Linked DNA regions of Sus scrofa: region 1 is linked to region 2. Evidence: chromatin contacts called from public promoter capture Hi-C data. All regions are on one chromosome and are shown on one strand. The core of a region is the stretch at or near the end of the contact, and the rest is flanking DNA. Distances in the headings are between cores, read along the strand shown. Region 1 holds the start of DLX6 (homeobox protein DLX-6). Region 2 holds the start of SLC25A13 (calcium-binding mitochondrial carrier protein Aralar2).

Evidence for each region. Promoter capture Hi-C pulls out the DNA fragments that hold promoters and counts their contacts.
Region 1: a contact with region 2 is called in a promoter capture Hi-C map of fetal liver, with 4 times the contacts expected there. The contact joins the promoter of DLX6 here to the promoter of SLC25A13 in region 2. A contact is called at or near these places in 1 of 5 promoter capture datasets (fetal liver), 1 of 47 Hi-C or Micro-C datasets (embryonic fibroblasts) and 1 of 2 datasets of contacts at active chromatin or transcription factors (skeletal muscle).

What each region holds. Positions count from the first base shown.
Region 1 is chr9:76,622,068-76,624,767 of Sscrofa11.1, reverse strand. It overlaps DLX6 (homeobox protein DLX-6), which reads right to left and starts at 1,279. Exons shown (of 3, transcript XM_021063385.1): 1 at 1-1,279. The region is part of intron 2 of LOC110255475 (a long non-coding RNA gene); the gene reads left to right.
Region 2 is chr9:75,979,237-75,981,936 of Sscrofa11.1, reverse strand. It overlaps SLC25A13 (calcium-binding mitochondrial carrier protein Aralar2), which reads left to right and starts at 1,331. Exons shown (of 18, transcript XM_003130160.5): 1 at 1,331-1,587. The coding sequence starts at 1,573.

The DNA.
Region 1 (2,700 bases), core at 30-2,529, 640 kb before region 2:
GAGCTGCAGCCGGGGGCCGCGCGGCTCCGAGCAGAGGCCTCCGGGGTGGGAGGTGCCTCAGCCCGGCCGGTCGCCGATGCCTCCCTCCACAGCTCACGTCTCCAAACCCCGAGCCTCGGTTCCCAGTACCGCAGCCCTGGAACAGTCCGCGGAGGGCTGCTCCCTCACAGTCCCCTTGCACCCTAGCAGGCTGCCTGTGCTCAGAAGCAGTGCCCTCTATACTTAAAGCAAGGCCCCCTCCCTTGACCTCCTCCCCCCGCCCCCCAGTCCCACTGCCGTCCCGCGGGAGCGCCCTGTCACCGTGGATTTTTCTAGACGTACTTTATTGAAACCATAGAGGGAAGAAGAACCCCCACACCTGGGCCCCACCCCATGGGTAAGGGTGTTGGGGGGGCTAAAGAAAAAGAAAAATCAGACCCTGTTCTGGCGAGGTTCCTGCCATTTCAGGCCGTATTTCCTATATATTGAACAAAAAGGGGTGAGAGAGACCTTTTTTTCTCCCAGAACACAGCAGCTAGTTATGAAAGCGAATCGTTGGAGCACTGACAGTAATGCATTTTTTCCTATTGAAAACAGAAGCTACTGTAATGCTTTCAAATATATGCAAATGATACATGCGGTTAGTGGTTTGGCAAATCTTGATTACAATATAAACTACCCAAGTAAAAGTGCCTTCGTCCTAAATTTGTCTCTCGATTACAATTCCAATTGATTTTATTTTATTGTCAACATTGTTAATGATAAAAATAGAGTCGTTTTACAGTTATTTTTACTTTCTGGAAGGAGGCAATTAGAGTTCTAATCAGGAATACACAAAAATCTCCCATGATTAACTGCAGTACTTTGTTCAAATTGCTGCTATAAAATTCAGAACAATTTGCCTGTAATGATTATGGACTGGGTTTATTTTGGGAGGTGGAATAAAAGTGGATATAGCATAAATTATCCTCTAATTATACACCAGTGTCGCCTCAATTATCCTCTTATCAAAATGGTTGTCTAACTGCCGCATTTAGTTTCAATTCTCTCCTTTTTTTCTATAAAAAGAACTTCATACCTTGTTATTATTAATCCATTTATTATTTGCAAGGGGATTTATATCCGCACATCCAGGTGGTAGAACCACTTCTCTTTCAAAGATGGACTGGGGAAAGACATTAAGTTCGGAGCAGCCCAGGGCTGCGGATCTAGTCTCTCTCCCTGTAGTCTCAAGATCCACTCAGGTCGAGGCAGCCGAGCAGAGACAGAGGAGCCCCAGCGTGCAGCTCAGGCCCGGCCACCAGGTAGGAAAAGCCGTACCGGGGACTGGGCGCCGAGGAGGGCAGGCCTGCTGCGCCCGCGTCCGGGTCCTGGGACTTTGGGGGTGGCTCTGGGACTCCGCACTGCTGGTCGATGGGGACAAGGCATGCAGACCCCCACGGGCTCGGCGCCAGCTTTCAGTCTGCGAATAAATGATTCAAAGCGAGAACCTTTGGCCACGTCGGGAAACATACAATCTAAGGGTTCCGGTCAACGCGTTTAGAGGTTGCATGGACTAGTGTGGGTCTCCCTTTGGGAAAACTACGGGGGGCTTCTTTGCACCCTGTTTTCTTGGACTCCATTAGTTGTCCCCCCCAAGGAACCTGAGAGGTGGGGGATTTAGTGGTGCCGCTTGCCGTTATAATTTCAGAAAATGTGGCTGCAGACACCCCAGTTCGGACGCTATTTCCATACTAGGCGAAGCAGTAGCGGCTTATGGTAATTGATTTTCCCAGCTCCCAGCTCGGGGTCTCAAGGCTTGGCTAGACTAGTTTGCCTTTTTCTTTTTCTTTCTTTATTTCCTTCTTTCCTCCATTTTATCAGAGGACTTTAAACTTACTGCCCGCGGGTTTTCTCCAGGGTTCCCAGGGTAGCAGCGTCCACTCTTGTCTCCCCCTCCTTTTCCTAGCCTGCCGCGCTTAACTTCTTGAGCCTCGGGAGCCGGTTCAGTAACTCTGAATTCATTTTTAAGTGGCATGCCTTGTTCCCCTACCTTTTAACAAGAGGTGCACTTTAACACGCGAACCAGTAACCCGATCCACGCGTTTACAAATCAGCAGTGAATTAAAACAACAAAAAACTTCAAGGAAAATGAAAGGTGGGCTCTTTAAGGGGGTGATGTGTGTAGGTGTGTATCTGTGTGTGTGTGTCTCGGGGGAGACGGCAAAGTCAGAAAAAGAGAAGGTCCCCCGCTCCCCTGGCAGGCTCTCCGTGCATCCCGGCTGCGCGCCGAGCTAGTTTGTAATATCCTCAAAGCTAGCAGGTAGACGTGGCAGTTTTATTGCTTTATACCCTGCAGCTTGCTGTTAACACAGTAAAGTCCCCCCTTAACCCTCGCCCTGTGCATGTGTGTTTCTCTCTTTATGCTCGCAGGTGCCCTGCTTTCCTCGCAGGCTCTCCCTCCTCCCCACTCTGGCTGCACCGGAGAGGGGCGGGTTGTGGCCAGGCCCGGGAAGGTCTCAGCACTGAGCACTGAGTTCCCAATCTAGCCCATAGCTGCCTCGATTTCCTTCTTCTTCTTCTTGTTTGCTTAATACCTGAAGAAGCCAGGAGGGCTGGAATTGTCCCAGTAGTAGCTAGGGGCTCTCATCCTTCCCTTATTATATAGAGTATAACATCCTAGCACTGTGTTCCAGAGGAGCAAGTGTGCAGCTGTGCTGAGGTAGCAGTTTTTGCGTAAGG
Region 2 (2,700 bases), core at 82-2,581:
CCACACTAATTTTACCCCCATGTTCTCTAACCTTATCTCATCTCTAGTGTCAGGCCCTTAGCCTGTCGTGCGTCACTATTTCAACAGTTTGGTCTTACCCATCCTCCATACCGCAAGCAGAGCGATCCATCTCTATTTTAACCTTGGCCTTGCCACCTCCCTTGAAGCCGTTCAGTTAAGGTGTACACCATTTAGCATGGCCCAAATAACCTCCATAAATATGGCTTCCTGTCCAGACTCCTCTTCCACTAGTTCCACAGCTTGCTACCTTTCAGGACAAACCACTTCCATAACTTGCTGTGTTTTCTCAGTGATTTCTGGGCCTCCTGCTTCTCCTCCTTATTTTCTCCAGGTGGAAAACTTTTCCCCTCCACCTCACCGGACTAATACCCAGGCATTTTTCTGCATTCAGCTTGGCACTGTCTTCTCTAAGAAGCTTCCCCAGTCCTCAACATTCCCATAGTTCCCTGGGGATAGGCTGTTGCCTTAGGTTATTTGGAGGTTAACAGTGTATGTGCCTGTTTTCCCACTAGCCCTTAAGTTCTTTAAGGGCTGGGGCCATCTATTAAGACCTTTTGGTGTTCCTAGCACCTAACACAGTGCTTGCCACGTAGGCACTCGATTGATTAATTAAAGTGATTGGAACAAACATTTTTGTTAATATGTTATATCCATAATCCACAAAACATTTAAAGCCCTTTTCACTGACCATTGTCTTAACTGTAAATTTTGATAGCAGGGACAAATGAATGAAATTCTTATAAAGAAGATCCCTAGAGGTTATACATTCATTTTTTTTTCCATTAAAATTTTGTCCCGTTTATTTTAGCAGGGCCTATTTTGGGGGGGTGTGTGTCTTTGACTTCTACAATCCTGATATGCAGGGCTGAAATGAAGTAGCCGCATATGTAGTGAATGTTCTGCACCGCATAGAGCTGTTAGCTACTTCGAGCTCGCCAGAATTGACCTAAAAGTAGGCTTGCCAGAGACAATAATTTGCTATTTCCCAACAACTGTTCAATGTTTCGGGATCCCTTATGTGACCCTGCAGAGTAGAGCCCCTTTGGAAGGAAACAGGCAAGGAACACCTGGCTAAAAGTGGGACCTAGCGGAGTTCTCAACTTCCCACAGGCTCTACGCCCTGTTTGTGGGTCTCGCGGGCCCTAGTGCAGTGCCTGGAAGCAGCAGAGGCCACCTGCTCCCAAGAGGCAGGCCTGCATCCCGCCAGCTCCCCTCGCCCTCACCGCAGAGGTCGCCACAGCTGGACAGCCCAGCCTGAGTCACGTGCGCCCGTCCAGCCCGCCGCCCGCAGACCCGGGCCCGCCCAGGCAGCGGGGCAGAGGCCGCCCGGATCACGCGCGCCCCGGCAGCCCCGGCCCGGCCCAGCCAATGGGCTGGCAGCGCCCGCATGACCCACGCCGGCGGGAGGGCGTGGGGAAGCAAGCCGGGCGCGCACGCTGCCGGGCTGTATCGCCGCCCCGCCGCCGTTGGGACGGGAAGTGAGAAGCCCGGGCCCGCAGCGCCAGCGAGCCGGTGAGAGTGTCCCGTAGTCTCTTGCATCCGGGCTGAAGCATGGCGGTCGCTAAGGTAAGCGTCGGCCCCAGTTGGCCGGCTGCTCCTCAGGGCGCGAGGGGCTCTGGCGTTCACGTGTCAGGTTGGTGCCTCTGGGAGAGCAAATAGGGGAGCGAGGCAGCTGTTCCACCTTGCAGCGGCGGGAGGAGGGAGGTGACGCTCCTGCCGGGCTGCACAGGCGGCCCATGCAGAGACCGGGGACCGGGCCCAACCTTGCAGCACAAACTTCGCCGGCTGGACCCTCCCATTTGGCCCGGGAGGGGAGTTGGTGCCTGGCCGGCGCCCGGCGGGCTGAGCCAAGGCCGGCGAGGCGGGGCGGGCGCGACTGGGTCCCGGGGCGGGGGAGAGCTTGGGGTCAGCAGCTCTCCTTGGGCCACCCTAGCGCGCCCCTGCTCCTGACCCCGGTTGTTGTTGACCCAAGCCGCTTCCAGGGTGCGCACAGCCGGAGCTGATGTCGGATCCTATTAGGTTTCAAAGACTCCGCCCTCTCGTTGGTGGGGAAGTCACCTTGACTTCCGTTTTGGAGACTGCTTGAGAGAGTTGGCCAGCGCGCCTGTGCGTAAAAACTGCAAAGAGACCCTCCTCCACCCGCTTCTCATCCTTCTCCGCATCTGACAACACTTACATTCTGGCCTCTGAGCGTTTGAGAGGCTTCTTTTTAGAAATGACAAAACAGATTGTCCTGGGAGCTTGTAACTCCTGTGAAGTTCTACTTAAAAGGAATTCTGCGTAATGTGACTCATTCACTAACCTAGAGGAAAGGCAGCTCCGACAGCTTGACCTTTCCTCTTTCACCATTTCTTAAAACCTGGACACCATTTCAGTCTCTTTGGACTCCATTTCAACTTTTCTGGCCAAATACCATATTTAGTCCCAATCACTTGAATCACTGGAATTTATTGCTTTTAATTTTAAGTTCACGAAGGCAGCCCTTTAATCAGGCCTATACAACTTCTTAGCTCATTTTAAGTGCAGTGAACTTAAATATACCCAACATTTCAAACATTTGTCCTTAATCAAAACTCTGTGATAACCCTCAAGAGGAAAACATGGCCAACACATCATATTCCTATTTATTCGAGCAAACTAATCACATTTGCAATGGAAATTATAAGCAGACAAATATAT